2 separate regions of the Sus scrofa genome follow, and region 1 is linked to region 2. Evidence: chromatin contacts called from public HiChIP or PLAC-seq data. All regions are on one chromosome and are shown on one strand. Each heading gives the region's core, a stretch centred on a gene start, on an enhancer-like site or on the middle of the called end of the contact. The rest is flanking DNA. Distances are from core to core; before and after follow the strand shown. Region 1 overlaps ANK3 (ankyrin-3). Region 2 overlaps CCDC6 (coiled-coil domain-containing protein 6).

The links. HiChIP or PLAC-seq counts read pairs in DNA pulled down with a chosen protein or histone mark.
Region 1: an H3K27ac HiChIP or PLAC-seq map of skeletal muscle shows a contact between it and region 2. The contact joins two enhancer-like sites. A contact is called at or near these places in 1 of 47 Hi-C or Micro-C datasets (epiblast stem cells) and 1 of 2 datasets of contacts at active chromatin or transcription factors (skeletal muscle).

Annotation. Positions count from the first base shown.
Region 1 is chr14:63,573,442-63,578,344 of Sscrofa11.1, forward strand. The region is part of intron 16 of ANK3 (ankyrin-3); the gene reads right to left. Among named protein-coding and RNA genes, the nearest start is that of ANK3, 230 kb to the right of the region's middle. Within about 2 kb of position 3,095, at least 7 of the 83 cell types and tissues checked have an H3K27ac peak or open chromatin away from gene starts, as enhancers often do. A contact at or near this core is called in skeletal muscle, where this site is marked.
Region 2 is chr14:63,227,664-63,232,507 of Sscrofa11.1, forward strand. The region is part of intron 2 of CCDC6 (coiled-coil domain-containing protein 6); the gene reads right to left. Among named protein-coding and RNA genes, the nearest start is that of CCDC6, 70 kb to the right of the region's middle. Within about 2 kb of position 3,273, at least 8 of the 83 cell types and tissues checked have an H3K27ac peak or open chromatin away from gene starts, as enhancers often do. A contact at or near this core is called in skeletal muscle, where this site is marked.

The sequences.
Region 1 (4,903 bases), core at 1,845-4,344, 350 kb after region 2:
TTTCTTTTTTGCTTTTTAGGACCTCACCCATGGCATATTCAGGTTCCCAGGCTAGGGGTCGAATCGGAGCTAAAGCTGCCAGCCTACGCCACAGCCACAGCAACATGGGATCCAAGTCCCATCTGTGACCTACATCACAGCTCACAGCAACACCATATCCCCAACCCACTGAGCGAGGCCAGGGATTGAACCCGCATCCTCATGGATACTAGTCATGTTCATTACTGCTGTGCTACAATGGGAACTCACCCTTCAAAATCTTTTTAATGACCTACTGCTTACAAGTCAAAAATCTTAATTTTCATGGTAGTCAAGGTCCTGTAATCTACTTCCATTTGCCCCTCTGACTGCCTCTTTTATAAAACTCTAGTTTCCATGTCATGCTTCCATTGGACTGGTCTCCCAAACACACACAAGCTCGTGTGTCTATCTTGCCTTACTCTACAAGGAACTCTTTTCCCCAACCTGCCCTTGGGGCCAGCATCTTTCAATGGAACATTCAGCTCAGGGACACCTCATCGAGTGTTTCACCTTCCTTCTCCCTCCTATACCTGCCCCCAACTAGACTGACTCTCATCAAAGTCCTGGAGATATTTAGTGGCACACTTCTTCATGTATCTGTCCATTCCTACCAAATAAAAATCTATGGAGGGCAAGTGCCATATTCATCTTCATAGCTCTACTACCTGGCAATGACTGGCAAATCCCTGCATTTGAGTCAAGCTTACTCGAACTGTCAGAACATCTCAGGACCCTTCTCTTGGTCGACTCCTAATGCTCAGAGGTGGAGGGAACCAAAATTCCTTGGACGAATTGTTAATGTGCTCCCTCAGGAGCCCTCAGAGTCCTCTGTCCAAAGAAAGAAAGGTTCCCTTGCCTTAGGGAACCCTGTACCTGGCTCACAGTCCTTTAAAAGAAATCTGAAGTTACATTTTGACCTGGCCATGAATCTGATGGCATAAAATATGCCAATGAAAAATCAGAATGATTCTTTTGGTAGGATTTTGAGACATAAAATAGACTTTATAAAACACAAATAGGATTTATATCAGGGAATATGATCCAAATCTAGACAACAGGTTAGTCACTGTCTTTCCAAGCCCTGTGGCTAGGTCAGAAACAACACAGAGGGCACCAGGGCTGCTGCTGGACCACCAGTTGGCCAGCCTCCTGTAAGGAACCCTCATATTTCTGTCACTGCTATGCTCTCGTGTGACAACATTTCTTACTTGCCAAACATTCTCTTTCTAATTGATTGTGGAAGATTCAGGCTGTTGGTTATCAGTCGATGAATGTGGAAGTGCCACTTCTAGACTCTTCTGAAACCAGCCTCTGACACATGGGATGGACCTGGGTAGCAGATTTTATACCCCTATTTTTAGTTGTGACCTATTACCATCTGGAAGCCCCAGCTGACCTGGGAAGCATTTGGCCCTCTGCTCAGACACACCCTGAAGAGAGGGCCTTCCGCGCCAAACGCAGGGCTTTGGATGGAGCCCAACTCTACGGTGAGTGACGGGAGGGGGTGAGCTGTTTCACCACCATCCCCACCCGAGAATAAAAGGGAAAAGTCACAAAGCAGTGCTAAAATAGGAAGCCTGTGATATCCTAACACCAGCTAATTAGAGTGGTAAAGGCAAGACAGAGTTCAGCTTCTTACGATACATCATAGCTCTTTTTGTTATTGCTACCGGCCTAAGCTTCAAGCCACCCACTTCTCAGCCTCTGAAGGCAAGTCAACAGCTTCTGTGACATGATCCTCTCCTTGATTACTTTTAACCCCCCCCCAAAACATAGGTTCTTAAAAAACAGAGAAGCTTTAGCACCTCTGAAATGTGTGCGCATTCCAGACGAGTTACCCGTCATTACTAAAGGATTTATCCTGAGCTCCTTACTTGAGTTACAAAGGAAAGTGTAAAGCAAAGGAAAAACAATTCCGGGTATGATTTTAGAATGGAAAGTCAATCTCAGAAAGATTTAGGAAATATTTCAAGTAATACACAAATGGTTTGAGACCTATCACAAGCTTTCCTAAATTTCCTAAATTCTTTCTCATTTCTAGAAAGTTAAAGGATTCTTACTTGCCTTAGAAAGGAGACAGATACATTTATCAGAAGGGAAATAAAATAGTCAGTAATTCAATTGGAGAGTAACAATAATTTTTCCTCTTGATGTAAAGGACGAAGTGCATGCTATGTGTTCTTTTGCACTTCAAGATAAAAACAAGAGCAAATGTAATTTTAAATTATCAAAAGTTACATATTTACACCAAAACTTTACTTATTTTTATTTTTTAAATGTAATTGGAGTATAGTTGACTTACAACGCTGTGTTGGTTTCAGGTGTACAGCAAAGTGAAGCAGTTATACAGTTACGCATGTACACATATCCATTCCCTTTTGGATTCTTTTCCCATATAGGTCATTACACAGTATTAAGTAGACTTCCCTGTGCTATATAGCAGGTCCTTGTTACTTACCTATTTTGTATATAGTAGTGTATATATGTTAATCCCAACCTAATTTATCCTTCCCCCCAACATTTGCCCTTTGCTCCCCATAAGTTTGGTTTTGAAAGCTTTGAGTCTGTTTCTGTTTTGTGAATAAGTTCTTTTGCATCATTTTAAAAATTAGATTCCACCTATTAGTGATCTCAAATGATTTTTTACACGACACTTTACATTGTTCCCAAGAACTTTCACAATTGCTACCAATCCGTATCAGTAGCTATATTGCATATTTTATGAAAAAGAAATCTGACAAATAATAAGTTAAGGCTCACTATACTTTCCACAATCTGTGCCTAAATTATGCCTGAACTCAAGCCAATTCTCTTTTTGGTATAGTCTCCTGCCTCAGGAAATAGATCTGGCTTCTGTTTTACAGAAGACCATCTAGTCTTTCAGCACCCTCCCCCCGCCCCATTACTTAATGTCACATTACGTTTCTAGGATATGTATGAGTAAGAACCTATGTCAGCAGTTCTGCAATAGGGAGGAAAGGCCAAGAAGACATCATCACATACTCTAAGAACCAAGGATGTGAAGGAGGAGTGTTAACACTGAGGTCATTGCTGTCATAGCAACATGCATGATTAGCTCTACTGAGGTTTTTATGCCTCCTTGCTCACCACTGCCAGAATTCAGACACCCTGTAGCCTCCCTTGAGTAAAGAAGGCTCTTCACCTATACTGTATCCATTCGCCCTCCTTCCTTAATAAAAAGCACCTTTGGCATTGTTCCCATCTGAAAACTACATTTCCCAGCTTCCCTTCCAGAAAGAAGTGGCCAGTGAGGTGTAAGGAGAAATGGTTGGGTGGAGCTTCTGGAAATGCCCTATTGTCTGACTTTTTTTTATTGTCTACTGCTTGAAAAGCGGACCTGGCAGCCTGAGCTACATCATCTGGAGCAAAGACCAAAAATCAACTGACCAATCAATCACAGGGACCTTTCATCAGCACTCTGGAAACACTGAACTAGCATCGACAATTGCCTCCCTCCAGGCTGCTTATGACACGAGAAAATGAGAAGCTCATCAGTTTAAACCGCTGTAGCTAGGTCTTTTTTCCTAGCAGATGAACCAAACTCTGAGAGAACTGGCTTTGCTCAGGATAAAAGTACAGAGAAAGCTCCTGGTCAGGATCACTGACTCAGAAAGTGGGCAGTTGGACCTGTGGCAGAGGTGGCATTACAGAGGCTCCTAAGGCGGCAATTGTGCAATGGGAATGAGACTGAATGTCCTATTAGAAAAGCCTGGGTTCAATCAACTGTAAAAGATATGCCTCAGGCTGAAAGGCTGTTAGAAGGAATTAATTAAACAACCTCTTTTCAACTCTTTGTCAAAGACCTTTTGCAGATAGGGAACCAGAAAGTCTCATTTGACAAATACAAAGCGGGAAATCTACAAATCTCTCAATTGTTGACCCGCTTAAGAGTTATTTATGGGAGGAAAGGTGCTTTACTCTCGGTGCTTCACATATTATTTATAACTTCCGTCAATTCTAAACTGCTTAGCACTAGTCGTGACAAAATTATTGCTCTCATGTGAGGAATGAATCGTTTACTTATCAATTATTTACCGGTTGTCTACTAGGAAACTGAAGTTATTTATAATAGAAGAAAAGTGACCCTGGCTTAAAAAGATATGAAAATAAATAAAATGGACAACCGCTAAATTTCACTGAAAATTTTCGTTATTTAAAAAATGATGTAATGTATACATAAAATATCCCATTGTCACCATTTTTATCTAGTCAGTGGCGTTAGGTACATTCACAGTGTTCTCCCCTTATTACCACCAGCCTTCCCTAAACTGAAACTCTACCCATTAAACACTAACCCCCATTCCTTTCTCCCCTCAGCCCTGGCAACCAGCATCCTTTCTTTTTTTCTTTTCTTTTCTTTTTTTTTTTTTTTTTGGCTTTTTAGGGCTGTACCAATAGCGTAAGGAAGTTCCTAGGCTAGGGGTCAAATCAGAGCTGCAGCTGCCACAGCCACAGCAACAAGGGATCTAAGCCACATCTGTGACCTACACCACAGCTCACAGCAATGCTGGACCCTTAACCCACTGAGCAAGGCCAGGGATCTAACCCAAGTCCTCGTGGATACTGGTCAGATTCCTTTCTGCTGTGCCACAATGTGAAATCCCCAGCATGCTACTTCCTGTCTTTACATATTTGAAATCTTACAGTATTTGTCCTTTTGTATGCCTGGCTTATTTCACTTGGCATAGTTTCTTTGAGGTTCATCTATATTGTAGCATGTTTCAGAAAGCCTTTCCTTCTTATGAGTGAACAATACTCCCCTGCATGTATAAACCCAACTTTGTTTATCCCTTCATCCTTCCATGAACACTTGAGTTGCTTCTATCTTTTGGCTGCTGTGAATAAGGCTGCTTTTTTTTTT
Region 2 (4,844 bases), core at 2,023-4,522:
TGCATTTTACAAATGATGAAAGCGCAGGTGACAGTAATAAGACGAAATTCCTGCTGTGGCACAGTGGGTTAAGAATCCAATCAAGTCGCTGCAGAGGCTCCGGTTCAATTCCCAGCCTGGCACAGCAGGTTAAGGATCCAGGTTACCATAGCTGTGACATAGGTTGCAGTTGCAGCTCGGATTCATTCCCTGGCCCAGAAACTTCCATATGCCACAGGTGAAGCCAAAAAAAAAAGAAAGAGAGAAATTAGGTAATCTGCCCCGAGTCACACGGCTCATAATGGGAAGCTCCTGAGTTGAAACACAAGCTTTTGCCTTCCAAGCCTGTGTCCTTACCTCTGATGTGAGCTGATCCTCAAGCGCCTGGGTACATTCTCAATCACCCTCACAGCACTACAAGCTCTACGAACTGTAGTGACCAGGACTTACTCAATTCTACCCCAGAACATCTAGACGCCTGATCTATGCAAATATTGACTGGATAAATGGTAATAACCTCACTTGCTACAGACTGTTTTCCCCTCGATTAAGTCTCCGGATGAAAACATCACAATTTATCCACTCTACAGATGATGAATACTTAGGTCATCTCTAGTTTTTCACCATTATGAACAATGCCACAAAGAACATTCTCCTACACATCTGGTGCACATATGCAAACCATTATCAAATATATTCAAGAGTGGAACTGCTGGGTTAAGGACAAAGACTATTTCCAACTTCATTAGGTAATGCCAAATTATTTTTAAAACAGAATAAAACCATTTCCATCCTCTGATGGTATGCATGAGAATTCTCTAGTAATATCTTTTTGCAGTTTATTTCACTTTCCTGATTACTAATTGGGTTGTGTACCTTTCCTTTCCCTTTTTTGGTCCACACCCATGGGATGCAGAAGTTCCCGGGCTAGGGATCAAACCTGTACCACCAAGTCACTGCAATGACAATGCCAGATTCTTAACCCTACTGCACCACACTGAAACTCCTGTGTATCTTTTCATATGGTGACTGGCCATTTAGCCATCTGCTTCCATGAAGAGCCAGTTTAAGCCACTTGCCTGTTTTTCTTACTGATTTGTAGTTTTACTGTGGTTACATATGTTGACAATATCTTCTTCCATGCTGTGATTGTCCCTGCATTCTCCCTATATGATTTCCTATGATGTACTCTGCCTCAGGCTTCCCTTCCACTCAATACCTAAAGGGCTAAGCTGAGTTTCCTAAATTCCCAATAGCATCATGCTGCTGAAAGCATTAACCTTTAAAGAAATCTGGTTAGAAGGAAGATTTTTAAAAACATGCTCCACAAATAAGATAAAGAAGTCCTTTAGGCTCTGGAGTCAACCTGCAAAACAAACAAACAAAAAAATAAAACAAACAAAAACAAAAAAAAAAACTGTTTTGTAAAAACTAGCCCTTCCTTCTTTGAGAAACAGTATTTAAGCCAAAGAAAGAATTCATCCTAAGCCAAGACCTCATGGTAAATTAAAATAAAAAGCCACATCTTTCTTACCGAGTTTATGAATACAGAGGAAAAAGGAAAGTAAAGATAATCAGCAACAGGATAAGACTCTATATTTTAAGGTAACTACTAATTGGGCTGACTGTTCTGAAAAGGAAAAAAAAAAAAAAAAAAACTACCCAAGAAATTCAAACATCACAACATTTATAACTGCAAATTTTGACATCATTTGAAAAGCTTTTCCAGGAGTTCCCGTCTTGGCGCAGTGGTTAACAAATCCAACTAGGAACCATGAGGGTGCGGGTTCAATCCCTGGCCTTGCTCAATGGGTTAAGGATCCAGTGTTTCCATGAGCTGTGGTGTAGGTTGCAGAAGCAGCTGGGATCCCACGTTGCTGTGGCTCTGGCGTAGGCTGGCAGCTACAGCTCCAATTCGACCCCTAGCCTGGGAATCTCCATATGCTACAGGAACGGCCCTAGAAAAGGCAAAAAGACGAGGGGAAAAAAAAAAAAGAAAAGCTTTTCCAGTGACAGCTGATGTCCATTTACAAGTGGAACCAAACATCCTTTAATAGCCAAGATTTACCTCTTCAACTAAAATGGATAAGGGTTATCTCCCCTACCCTGCTGAATAAAGCAACCGCGCTCCAGCTTCATCTCATTATTTTTAATTTCCTTTTCCTCCTACCTTTACTTTCTACCTGCATTTTCCCAAATTTTGTCAAAGACAGCCTAGGAAGCTTCTAACCCCCTACTCTTGCTCTTACATTTTGAGGGGGTCCAGGCTGGCATATAACTCCAGCCACAATGGCAACACACACTGTGGGAAAAACTCAGTGATACCCTAAGACTAAAAAACTGTGTCCAGTTTATTGTATTTTCTAATCATAATGCAAATTACATTGGACAGAGAGATTTCTGGCATGCTACTAAGAGGAAAATTCTGGCTTATAATTTGGCCTCTGGTGGTTGCAGCATTTAAAATGCAATAAAAACATTCCAGAAGCCTTTTGCAGATGTATCCTGAACACAATGCATAAGCCCCTTGCTCCACAAAAAGAAACAGAGAACACAGAAAGCTGAGGTTTGGAGAATCTGGAATGAAAAGCAACAATAAAAACAACAGCAACAAAAACCCCAACTTTGCCTCCAAATGTGCTGTTAGCTATCAGCTGACAGCAAATTTTTTCTGATTAGCATTAATAGCTCTGAAAAACTAAAAGGTTTTTCCCGGTTGAGCCACCTTGATGAAGAAGAACGTATTTCAAGGTCTCTCCGCCCCTGCCATGGAGAGAAATGAATTTTCACCTGAATGGATGCAATGGTGCAGTGTAAGCCTTGGTGTCTTTCAAATGAACTAGCCAGTTTCATACATATTTATCACCCTGACACGTGATTCTGCTGCCTGCACAAACAAATTCACTTCACTGCCACCTCGGTGACATGGAGAACCTGGGGTCAAAAGGGCGGCCTCAGATGCCAGTGCACATGCCTGAGAAGGAACCTGAGAGACCAGACTCACTTCTAAGGCCTGTACACTTGCCTGCTGCCCAGAGACACAGCCACGCAGGGGTCAGGGAAGTGCAAGCTCCAGAAAAAACCTGAATCCACTGGGATGGTATTGCAAGGAGAACCAACTGCTCCAGAATTGAGGGGAGGAAGGGAGAAGGTAAATTTGTCTAAATGAATAGGCAGATTTGGAGACTTACTGCAATCCCTTCTCTGGGTTCCATTCCTATGCAAAGGGAGATGGAAGAATAAAGCTGTTTCCTGACAGCCTTCTGAACAGCTCGGCTACAAATCACTTGGCAGTGGCTTTTGCCCACAACTTCCTTCCTCTCCTCCACGTAACATCTTGCCATAGATGCGAGACAACTTCAACTGCTTTAAAAATTCCAGGAGTCATCACCTCAGGGGCCAAATCGATAACAATAAAAAATAAGCCCTGCCACACTGAACAAGAGACTCAGATAACTTTCATCCTTAAGTGCTTTCAGTCATCAATAAGCATGTGCCTCCCCCATAAGGAAATGAGTACAGTAATTTCTATTATAGCTCTAGCAGCATTATTTTCTGAAGGCCAGATCCAAATTCAAGTGTGAAGCAAAGGACAAACCTACGAACCTATTTGTTATTTTAGGTCTAAAATTTGGAAACTGGGTTAGAGGGAAAAGATTCAGAGGAGTAAGTAACACCTGGTTCTCTTATCTCAACCCTGTTCCATGGTTTTCAAAACAGAAAAAGTACTCGTTCACTTTTGGCAGTGGTATTGGTGGAGAAGAGTGCCAAGCAACCACTGAACAAGGGCTCCCAAGAGCAGGAAGTGAACCTGATGCCTCAGGCTTACATAAAAGCAAGTGAGCAAATCCCTAATTGCCAAAACCATTCTTAATCTCAGCAACACCAGGTCTTCCAGTTGGCCCTGGTGGTTGGTGGTTAACAGTTAGCCAGAGGATATAGGGATTTTTAAAAAAGTGATTTTAGGATGGGGGGGGGGGGCAGTGGAATGAATCCTATCAAGACTGACAAGACAGCTAAGCTAGTAAGCTAGTCATGAGAGCCTTCTGGCTTCGCTAGTTCTCAATGATCTGGGCGGTCCCGAACCTTGCCTCGCAGCAAATGGGCCTGACTCTGCAGGAGGCTCCTGTGCCCTGCTGTCCATGACAAATATGCAACTATGACGATAAAACTGAGCAGGAGCTTCCTAAGCATGGATGTCCCATCTCACCTCAGACCCCACCGTGTCCTCTGCCTCTTGTTTTCAAAAAAGCTTTAGCCTCTGAGGCCTTCTCTGAGTTCCAAAGAGCAAATTTAACCAGAGAAGTGAGGAAAACAGTCAAGCAAGACAAAATTTAGACATAAAACAAAGCAAGGACCTTTAGTTCCTCCTCTAGGGCTGTAAATAATATCCTGAGCCATATCCTTGAGCTGTTTTGCAGATACTAAAACCCCCACCAGGTGGAAGAAGTTAGCTGCTTGTGGATCACCAGCATGGGCACCTCAGACTGGTTGGAAACTGAAGGTTGATGACTGAGATTAAATGTCACCATTATCTCACCATCAACCAATTAGAGAGTGTGCACCAGTGGATCACACAGGCTGTGACTTTCCTTCCCCTCATATTGTCTTTAAAAATTCTTCCAAAGCCATCAGGGAGTTCAGGTCTTTTAAGCATGAGCTGCCCATTCTCCCTGCTTGGTGCCACTGTATCTTCCCTTCACCACAGCCTGCAGTTAGTGGACTGGCTTTGCTGTTTGTGGGGTAAATAGACCCAGGTCTGGTTTGGTAATGGCAGCAGGACTGTGAGCTTTCAAAGTCAGTGACACAGAAGGAGGTTCCAAAAGCTAAGGACAAAACATGCATTAAAATTTTTAAATTTCCTT